Regions from separate parts of the Oryctolagus cuniculus genome. Here region 2 is linked to region 1. A link is a contact called in public Micro-C data. All regions are on one chromosome and are shown on one strand. The core of a region is the stretch at or near the end of the contact, and the rest is flanking DNA. Distances in the headings are between cores, read along the strand shown.

What was found. Hi-C and Micro-C count contacts between places; a contact is called where the count stands out from the background.
Region 2: a Micro-C map of ear pinna shows a contact between it and region 1, with 2.4 times the contacts expected there. The contact joins the promoter of MRGBP here to the enhancer-like site in region 1. A contact is called at or near these places in 2 of 6 Hi-C or Micro-C datasets (ear pinna and an unstated tissue).

What each region holds. Positions count from the first base shown.
Region 1 is chr11:731,357-736,690 of mOryCun1.1, reverse strand. It overlaps DIDO1 (death inducer-obliterator 1), which reads right to left. Exons shown (of 17, transcript XM_051829427.2): 8 at 1-39. Among named protein-coding and RNA genes, the nearest start is that of TCFL5, 20 kb to the left of the region's middle. Within about 2 kb of position 2,585, at least 1 of the 8 cell types and tissues checked has an H3K27ac peak or open chromatin away from gene starts, as enhancers often do. A contact at or near this core is called in ear pinna, where this site is marked.
Region 2 is chr11:792,283-797,616 of mOryCun1.1, reverse strand. It overlaps MRGBP (MRG domain binding protein), which reads left to right and starts at 2,106. Exons shown (of 5, transcript XM_070051623.1): 1 at 2,106-2,338; 2 at 2,615-2,736; 3 at 3,585-3,742; 4 at 3,823-3,897; 5 at 4,270-4,999. The coding sequence starts at 2,191. The coding sequence ends at 4,735.

The DNA of each region.
Region 1 (5,334 bases), core at 1,336-3,835:
TCGTCACTTTCTCCTCCACTCTTCTGTCTTCTTTCACAGCTAGAACAGAGCAGGAGGCACGTGAGAAAGGGCGCTGGCGTGGCCAGCAAGTGCACACGAGGCACGCTCGATGGGACAAACTTAAAATACAGGAGAGCATGGTTCAGGGCTGCCAGGAGTGGTCACGCGACCACACTGCTGCAGAGCACGCAGGGCGGCGGTCTAGCGCAGTGGCCCAGACGCTGACCGGGGCACCTGCACTGCAGCCCCCTGCTCGTGTGCACCCTGGAAGGCAGCAGGGGTGGCTCGAGCCGCAGGTTTCTGTCTCCCACCTGGGGACCTGGATTCAGTCCCTGGCTCCTGTAGGCTGTGAGCATCTGGGACCGCGAACGTAAATGCTTTCCTTCACTGCACTGACGCTCTCACCTCGGCTGACCAGCCAAGCAGCAGAGGCTGCACCTAACCATGAGCTGAGCGATCAAGCTCAAGGACAAAGTCCAGTGCCACAAGAGGCTGCACGGAGAATGGCACTTTGACCATTAAGTGCGCAGGTGAGATCCTCGGCAAACTTGCACTTGGAAGCCTTCCCAGGAAGGGCAAACGCACGTCCTCTGAGGGACCCAGGAGGCCTCGCACTGGCTCAGCCAGCAGGAGACGAGGCCGCCGCCGGCATGGAAAGGGGACAGGAATGTGCGACACGGGGAAGCCACACCAAGTGCCGGGCCAAGAACGCAACGATGCCGCTGCATCCCCTCCCAGTCACAACGCTGCACTGTGACTCAACGCGGCGTGTGTCGTTCGTCCTCAGCGCCAACAGGGCTGTGGCCCAAAGCTCAGCAGAAAGGCCAGTCTCTGCATGTCCGCACCTGACAGAGGCCATCCCCACCTGACCAGACCACCGGAGTCCACGCAGCAGCGCCACGAGCTCTGGGCGGTGGGAGTCCCTGGGCTTCAGGGACCAGCACCAGCCTTCCCTCTGGCACCCCACGTGCCCCGGAGATGCCCTCTCACCCAGGAGTTAAGAACAAATGAACCCTCACTCCTCTCCCATTGCTTGTGTTCACCATCCCCAAAGAGTCCCAGAAACCTGGGAAAGAGCTGAGACCCCGTCTGTGAGGGCCTGAGTGGAAAACCTGCCCTCCTGAAGAGCTGCTCCCGGGGTCCCCGCAGGCCACAGCCTTGCCACCGGCCTGGTTGTGCGGGCAGGGGGCTGGCTGTCAGCCCCTCCCTGGCAGCCTGAGCACCGTCACCACACAGCACCAGGCCTGCGAGCCACACATTTCCCGCACTTCACAAGGTTCCTTAACAAAACCTGCACTAGCACTACTCGGGAGGTGGGGGCAGGCATCACCAGGTCTTGTGCTTTTTCCTAAATACCATCCCACTGGCAATGCACCAAGGCAAGCCCACCGCTGCCAGCAGGTACAGTCCCATCTCACACCCCCAACACCAGTGAGGGGCCAGTGCATGGGCTGCCTTGCCCTCTCCCACTTCCATTGCCTGGGGGTGAACCCACACCCCCAACTGCTGTCTCTCCAAGTGCAGCACCCCTTTTTGGAGCTGGGTTTTTACACGGTGGGCACTATAAAGCCATGACAATGCCTGGCAAAGCAGAATAATGGGACACCCATCCCCCACACACAGGGCTCAGCAGGTCACAGGCCCCTCAAAGCTGGGTGCCCAAGCTATTTCTCAGGGTGGCGGGGGGACTCTGGACCTCAGTATGCCCACTCACTTCTGACGTGCAGATTTCGCTCCAAGGCAGCAGCACCTAGCAGAGAGGATGCCCGAGTTCCAGCTATAGGGACCCCCGAAGGCCTTGCTCTCGGAGGGCAGGGGCGCATGTCTGCAGCAAGGACAGGGCTGTGCCCCGGGAATGAACTGGCCAGCTCAAAGCTGAGGCCAGAGCGCATCCAGTCCCTGCTGCTCTGAGCGCAGAGCCAGGGCCTCAACAGGACACCCCGAGCGTCACACACAGGATGCTGCGCCACGCGACCCAAGGCCAACCTCCAGGGCATTACACTCTCGTATCAGAAACTTAATTCCACACGTCAACACTGCTTCTCCCAACCCCAGGTCTAGATGAGCCATCCACGGAGACCAGAGCTTCCACTGATGTATGTCCTCCCTCTTGGGGGAAATCCAAGTCTAGACGTTACCTTTAGGACTTCCCCAACACAAGGCTGAGTCACCCGTCCTGGAGCCCAACCGCCCTCCGTGAAACCAGCCGCTCCTATACCGTCTCTCTGTCGCCCCCTACTGCCACTCCCGATACACCACTGAGCTGATTAGGTAAATGAACTTGGCAACAGCCTCCCAGATTGGTGGACTCCAGCTAGCTGGTCTGCTGGTATCTGCCACGCAGCAAACACGTCTGAAGAGCGTGTGACACGCTGGAAGTCCTGCCCAGCTGCTCGGGCCAGGGCTGAGTGCTCTTCCTCCTACAGCAGGGGCAGCACGGCCAGGGCTGGGCCTGGCTTGGCCTCTGCTCAAAGGACAACGATTTTCAAATGCTGTTAACCCAAATCTGCAACTTCTTGACTCTAGTTCGCTCTTCAGTGTGTTGTGCAGGCCAGCCCTGCTGCTGCCCTCCCTCCCTCCCAGGCCTGCCTGGCGAGGCAGCTCAGCCCTCAGCAGCCACAGGAGGAAGTGTATCCAGGCAGGCAACACCATGGAACTTGGAGCAAGCTTGCTGTGGCCGTGTCTGTGAGGGAAACTGTTTGCGCCTGGCCTTGGTGTGCCGGGATAAGCCAGCAGGCTCCAATTGGCCGGCTTTCCTGAAACAGGAAACCAGGAGTCGGGCCTGGGAAGGCTGGCGCTGCAGCAGCACCAGTCACTGGGTGGCACTAGTGGGCCTCCACCAAGACCCCGTGCACCAGCCCAGGGGGACTGCAGCACCGAGAGGGTTTCAGACGCCCCTCCCCTCCTCGCTGGACAGCTTCCCAGGGACAAAGGAGCTGCAGCCTCCAGCCAGGGCTCTCCCATCGGAAACAGTGCCTCAGGCCAAAACCCAGGACTCTGCCCCCTGCGCTAGCTGCTCCGTGTGAAAGATCAAGGTGACAGCACCCAGAGAAAACAGCTTCTCTGTCTGTCTCAGAGGTAGAGAGCTACTGCCTTGTCGGACTGACTCCTTGAGGAGGAAGCAACACTGCACGGAGCGATGCTTCTGCAGCTGCCGGCAGCCGTGTGAGCAGCACCCACGGCCAGGTCGCGCTCCCTCGCAGCTGTGCAGTCCCTGGTCTCCCGGGGCAGACGACCTCGTGGCACGAGCTCCACATACAGCACTCTCAGCTACGACTCGCGCTGGGTTGGTCACACACAAAGAATTCATCAAATGACACTTCAGGGTGGACCACCAGGATGTGACGTGGAGGGGCCACAGGCAGGGGAGCACTCGCTGTCACTTAGTTGTCTGCTGGCTGCGCACGGCTGTGCCCAGCTTCCAGACCAACACTCACTGGGAGGGGAGTCGCTGCTGTCCTGAGCCACCCGGCTGCTTCCGCAAGCGCATGTCTTAGTGGAGGTTTGTCCGCGCCTGCACTGTGCCCTACTTGAAGCCCGTGACAAGGCCACAACCCTCCCCTTGAAGGCCCACAGGGTCACACTCAGTGTAAGCTTCAAGGCTGATGGCACCCAGATCACAGCTGGCTACCGCTCACAGTCTTCCTGCTGGAAACTTCAGGTTTGCAGCGTGTCCAACCTTCGTTTAAATGACAGCTGGGGCGTCACTGTGGTGTAGACAAAGCCACCACCTGGTGCCAGTTCCAGTCCTGGTGCTCTTTGCTAATGAACATGGGAAAGCAGCCAGAGTGTGGGAGACCTGGGAGATGCTCCTGGCTTCAGCCTGGTCCAGCCCTGGCCATTGCAGCCATCTGGGGAGCCAGCCAGCCGATGGAAGACTGTCTGCCTTTCAAATAAATTAAAAAATGGGACAGGCACTGTGGTGAACCAGGTAAAGCCACCGCCTGCAGTGCCGGCATCCCATATGGGCACCTGTTTTGAGTCCCACTGCTCCACTTCCAACCCAGCTCTCTTTGGCATGGGAAAGCAGAAGATGGCCCAATCCTTGAGCCCTGCACCAGTATAGACCTGGAAGAAGCTCCTGGCTTTGGATCGGCCCAGCTCCAGCTGCTGTGGCCACTTGGGGAGGGAACCAGTGGATGGAAGACCCCTCTCCACCTCTCTGTAACTCTGCCTTTCAAATATATAATCAAAAAAATTAAACATAGTAGGGACCAGCATTGTAGCATAGCGGCTAAAGCCACTGCCTGCAGTGCTGGTTCAAGTCCCGGCTGCTCCACTTCCACTCCAGCTCTCTGCTGTGGCCTGGGAAGAAGCAGAAGATGGCCCAAGTGCTCGGGCAACTGCACCCACGTGGGAGACCCTGAAGAAGCTCCTGGCTCCAGATCGGCACAGCTCTGGTTGTTGCAGCCGTCTGGGCAGTGAACCAGCAGATGGAGGACCTCCCTCCTCTCTCTGCCTTTCAAATACATCAATCTTTCAGCAAATTTTCTTTTAAAAGCCAAGAATATGAGCAGGCAGGTGTTGATGTGCAAGAGAAGCGTACTACGGAACTTCACATACACCCGGAGCCCACGTGGCGTGGTCATCACCGCAGGCGTCCCGAGAAGACCTGTGCCCTTAGACAGGGACCTTCCTGGAGCACAGACTTCGGAGTGAGCAGACCCGCAGCGCCCAGGCCGCAGGACGGTCATGTGGGCTGGGGGGACCCCGTGGGCCCAACACCCACTCCCGCCAGAAGCTTCCACCTCCCCCAGGGTGGCCTTGGCACAGGCACCTGAAGACGGGCGAGGGGGCTTCCCCTTGCAGGGTCATGGCCAAGGAGATGTGCAACCTCTCCCTAACCTGAACTTCTTAGTAGGCTACTCTAAGGCTAAACTTCTAACATAGCATTATTGACAAATCAGAATTCTAGCTGTGTAAACATTCAAAGATAGCTGTTCAGCTAAACTCTTTTAGCGTAAGCTTTGACTTTTTCCTCTAATTGGGAGACAAAGTCAGGTTCCTCGTTTTATTATCACCAACTCTGGATGAGGGAGACAAAAGCTGCTCATGAAACCAGCAAGATGCCCCCCCCCCCCATGCCTGCACAACCACCGACACCCCAGATACTTGACAGGGGCTCTGTTCCTCTCAGGGCTTCGGTGCAATGTCCTTCTGCGTGTTCCCTGGGCAGGCTGCCCTGCAAGCCGCCCGGGCTGTGCACAGCGAGGCATCTGGGTTTGGGTCTACAAAGTTGTTAAGAAAGATTTTCACTCTCTCTCCCACCGCAAAAGGAAATGAGGTTTAGAAATCCGTTTATCAAAGCCTGTTTGGATCCTCTACTGTAGCTTA
Region 2 (5,334 bases), core at 857-3,356, 61 kb before region 1:
CTGGCCCGAGAGGCTGCTGCTGCCCTCGGCCCTGCCATCTGCTTCAGCTCCCGCTCTGGGCATCCTGTTATTCCTGCCCCGCCCCACGCAGGTGTGCACCCCAACCCCCAAGGCCGGCCTGACCCGGGCCTCCCTTCTGCCTCCCGCAAGTGTCTGCTTGGTCAGGCTCACCGCCCCGCCCGCCCGCCCGCCCTCCCTCTAGGAGCTGCTGAAGCCGCCTCGCCCGCCCCCGCCGTCAAGATGGGGGGGGGACACCTGGGCCTGTTGACTGGGGCGGCCCCTGCCCATCCCCTCTTCCCAGTCTAGGGAACTCCAGGGAAAAGCCTGGGTCTCGGCTGGCTCCGCCCACCTCCAGGCCTTCCCGGTCCCCAGGCTGTGCGCCCCCTCGGGAAGGGACCCAGGCCAGGCACACGGCAGGCGGGGGAGGGACAGCAGCTGCGTGGCGCCCTCCCCTTCCCCACCATGGAGGACGCCACTGCCCAGCACCCCACTCCCGGCCTCAGCCTGGACACGCAGTCCGTCTACTGAGGGCGTTTCAGTTTTTAAACAAAGATGTGAAGGCTTCCTGGGCCTGGCTCTGTGGCATAATAGGCTAAGCCTGTGCCTGCGGTGCCGGCACCCACATGGGCACTGGTTCGAGTCCTGGCTGCTGCTCTTCTGATCCAGCTCCCTGCTGTGGCCTGGGAAGGCAGAAGATGGCCCATGTGCTTGGCCCCTGCACCCACGTGGGAGACCCGGAAGTTTCCTGGCTCCTGGCTTTGGATCAGCCCAGCTGCCGTCTGGGGAGTGAACCAGCGGTGGAAGACCTCTCTCCCTCTCTCTCTCTAACTCTGCCTCTCAAAGAGCTGCGTCCCGCAGCCGCCCAGGTTGTGCCCCGTGGAGACCGGGCCGGGAGCCGGCACCGGCAGTTTGCCCACAAGATGCCCGGGAGAGAGCGAGGCGCTGCCCTCGGCCCGAAGCACCCTGCCGGCGTCTGCGGTGGAGCGCGGGTCGGGGCAGGGCTCACCGGGCAGGCGCACCAGCGTGGAGATGACCTCAGGGCCAGGGGCAGCCCGGGGGAGCGGGCAGGGATGGGGGGCCAAGACGGTGAGGCCGCCGCCCGCGGGCGCTCAGACCCCCACGGGGACCCGGCCGAGGAGCACCCGCCTCGGGCTCCTGTGACGACTGGTGGTCCGGGCAGCTGGGATGGGCGCTGAGCCCGAGCCCAGAGCCGCCGTCCCGAGGGCGCGAGCCCCTCCTAACCCCCTAGGGCGGGCTGCCCTTCGCCCCACCGCACGGGGACGACGCCGAGACCGGACGCGCGCGGGGCCTCGCCGGGGGTCTCAGCCGAGACGCCGCAGAGCCCGAAACGCTCCCCGGCCTGCAGCGCCGTGCACAGACGCACGTGTGCGCCGCGTGGGCGTGGCGCGCGGGGAGAAGGCGGGGTGGGGGCGGAGCCACGATCCGTGCGGACTCCTTCGGGCGCCTCTGGGAGCCGGTCCCCGGACGCGGTCCAGTCGGCGGCCTCGCTCCGCCCAGGCCCCGCCAACTCCGCCCCTCCCTGGCTCCGCCCACGACCGACTGCGCCGGAGGGCACGCGGGATTCCCGCCTCGCGCAGACTCCGCCCACTATGGGTCCGCCCCGCCCCCGTTGACTCCGCCCCCGGGCCCCTCCCACGACCCACTCCGCCCCGGCCCGCCGGGGAGTGGGCTGAGACCCCCAGGCAGCCCCGCGGGACCCGCGGCGGCAGAGCCGGGGCTGACACCACCCTGGTGGTCCCGCTGCAGGCCCCGCCCTGGGCCCGGGGGCGCCGGCGGGGGTCGAGCGGCGCCGCCGAGCTGCTAACTTGGGTCCGACGCGAGTCGGGGGGATGTGTCCGGGCGGCGCTGCTGGGGCCACGGAGTCGGACAGAGACCTGGGAGACCCCCACCCATAGCAGCCGCGCCCGCCTCCCGCCTTTGCGCGGACTCGGGCCCCACCCACCCCCGGGCCTCGGCCCCGGGTCCGAGCCGCGGGCTGCCTCTGCGGGCAGGTTCCGTTCGGGCCCGCGCCGCCAGGGGCCGCCGCCAGGGGCCGCCACAGCGCGCCCCCCCCCGACCGCAGCTGCGCCTGCGCCGTCGCCGGCGCGCGCGCCCGAGCGGCCCGTGACTGCGCCTGCGCGGAGCCCGGGCCGTGCCCGCGCCCTCCGGGGGGCTTGTCGCCGGGCGGCCATGGGGGAGGCCGAGGTGGGCGGCGGGGGCGCCCCGGGTGACAAGGGCCCCGGCGAGGCGGCCACGAGCCCGGCGGAGGAGACGGTGGTGTGGAGCCCCGAGGTGGAAGTGTGCCTCTTCCACGCCATGCTGGGCCACAAGCCCGTCGGTGAGCGCGGGCCTGGCGCGTGGGGGCGGGGCGGGCAACCGTCAGGGCGGGGGCGGGGCCTGGGACCCCCGCGACCCCGCACCCCTCACCCCGTCCCCGGAGACCCGCAGCTCCCACGCCGGCACCCCGCAGCTCCCCACCCCGCCCCCCACTCCTCTGCGCCCTCCCCGCGCTCTCCCACGCCCTCAGCGCCGAGGGGGGCCGCGACTTCTTCACCCCCACCCCCCGGGCCCCCGCCCAGCCCCAGCCCCCTCACCCGGCCCGCCGCCCCCGCAGGTGTGAACCGGCACTTCCACATGATCTGCATCCGGGACAAGTTCAGCCAGAACATCGGACGGCAGGTGCCCTCCAAGGTCATCTGGGACCACCTGAGCACCATGTACGACATGCAGGCCCTGGTGAGCTGACCGCTGCGCGGGGCCACGCAGATGGGGCAGGCCCGTGGGACCCCAGGAGGTGGAGGGGGCGTGCGGACGCCTGCCTTGCTGGCCACCTCCTGGGGGTCCCGGGCCTCACCTGTGTTGCTGCGGGGGGCAGGCTCCCCCCGGGCAGGGCTGCGGGCGTCGGGTCTGGGAGTTCAGAGGCGCTGACTGCACCGGGAAGCAGGTGGCTGGGGGGGAGAAGGGGCCGCACCTGTGCCTCCCAGGCGGACTCGGGGCTCCCGCGGCTGTGCGGGGCGGGGGGGGCAGCACCTGTGCCTCCCAGGCGGACTTGGGGCTCCCGCGGCTGTGCGGAGCGGGGGGGGCCGCACCTGTGCCTCCCAGCCGGACTTGGGGCTCCCGCGGCTGTGCGGGGTGGGGGGGGCAGCACCTGTACCTCCCAGCCGGACTCGGGGCTCCCGCGGCTGTGCGGGGCGGGGGGGGGGCCGCACCTGTGCCTCCCAGCCGGACTCGGGGCTCCCGCGGCTGTGCGGAGCGGGGGGGGGCCGCACCTGTGCCTCCCAGCCGGACTTGGGGCTCCCGCGGCTGTGCGGGGTGGGGGGGGCCGCACCTGTGCCTCCCAGCCGGACTTGGGGCTCCCGCGGCTGTGCGGGGCGGGGGGGGGGGCAGCACCTGTGCCTCCCAGCCGGACTCGGGGCTCCCGCGGCTGTGGGTGAGGAAGGCGCCTGCCGCCCGGCGCCCGAGGGAGCGCGCAGCCGCCCTGCGGCACCTGCGTCGTGCCTGGGGGTTCCCCTCGTGGCTGCAGCGGCCAGAGGAGCCTGGGAGGCCGGGGCCAGGGCGCGCTCACGGCCCAGGTGCTGGCCCAGGAGCAGCGCCCGCGGCTCCAGTTCGCCTTCCAGGACTTGCTGAAACCCCGTGTTCCTTTGCCGTGCCTGACGTCAGCACGAGTCGGAGATCCTTCCGTTCCCGAATCCCGAGAGGAACTTCGTGCTCCCGGAGGAGATCATTCAGGAGGTCCGGGAAGGTGAGAGTCGGGCAGGGCTGGGCAGCCGAGGCCCGCGTGGCCGGCACAGCGGGTGTCCCACGGTGCCGCCTCCTCCGCAGGCAAAGTGATCATGGAAGAGGAAACCAAGGAGGAGATGAAGGAGGACCTGGACCCCCACGGCGGGGCCGACGATGGTGAGCGCGGGGCGGGGCCGGCGGAGGGGGGGGGCCGGCGGAGGGGGGGGACTGCGCGCGGGGGCGGGGCCGGGGCGGGGCCGGCGGAGGGGGGGGACTGCGCGCGGGGGCGGGGCCGGCGGCGAGATGCGGGGTGCTGCGGCGCACAGGGCCCTGCTGGTCCCCCGCGCCGCAGGATGGGTCCTGGCCGTCCCTGAGCGCAGGGTGCTGGCTGCGCTGGCCTTCAGGCTGGACACACCCCTGGAGCCCACGGCCCGGGCTCCCAGCCCAAGAGGGCACCGAGGGTCAGGTGCGCAGAACCCGACTTTTGCAGCTGACGGGCGGCCGGCCGAGCTCCCGGCTGGGTGCTCAGCTGAGTGGTTTTGTTCTCAGTTTTCTCATCAGGGAGCTTGGGCAAAGCCACAGAAAAGCCCGGCAAAGACAGAGAGAAGAACTCGGAGCTGGGCTGCAAGGAGGGGGCGGACAAGCGGAAGCGCAGCCGGGTCACCGACAAGGTCCTGACCGCCAACAGCAACCCCTCCAGCCCCAGCGCCGCCAAGCGCCGCCGCACATAGGCCCCAGCCCGGGGGCAGCCGGAGCCGGTGAGGAGCCGCGGCCGTCGAGGGCCGAGTGCCGGCGGCCAGCAGTGGGAAGCCCAGGTGGGCCCGCCATGTCCACAGGCTGGACACACGCAGCTCGGTCCAGCGTCCAGCACGGGTGGGCCGTGGCAGCGGCCTGGGCCCGGGGCAGACCTGGACTTGGCGAGCCAGGAGGACAGCTCCGCGCCCCGCTGCCGTCTGAGGCCCCGAGCCCGCCCCGGGGCCTGCGCGGATGGCCGCCCTGGCCACCTGGGGCCTAGGACGAGGCCTTCTGCCCCCGCCCCGCCCCGCAGTGGCGCGCGGTCGGGTGGGCGTCTCACTATTTAAATTTCATAAGCCTGTTTTACTAGGGTTTTCCGTGAAAGCACACGGCGGCGGGAGCCAGCAGCCTCGCACAGCGCCCGGCGGGGAGCGGGGGGCGGGGCGGGGCGGGGCGGGGCAGGGCAGGCCGGCGCCCCCGCCCTGGGATGAAATTTCTTTTCCTTTGATTGCTGCACATTAAAGCAGAGAGGGGCGTGTTCACAGCCAGTGGCCTTTCCTCCAGCAGGAACTCGCGTGGGTGACCTCCTGCGGGCGCTCGCTACACTGTTACTGTGTCTGCAGCAGGGAGAGGGGAGGAGCGTGGGGCTGGGCGGCCTCCCGGGTTCCGCTCCGGCACCGCCCCCCACCTCTGCCTCGGGTCTGCGGCGCTGGGTTCCTCTCCTGCACTGACCCCACAGCACCCACCGAGGCGGCCGAGCCGGGCCTGCTGTGGGGAGGGACTGGCGGCTCCGGGTCACTTTCCGGGCGATGTCGGGCTGGCAGCTGCTTCCCTAACGCGCACGCAGCACCCTGTGCCCCCTGACCCCCCCCAAGCCAG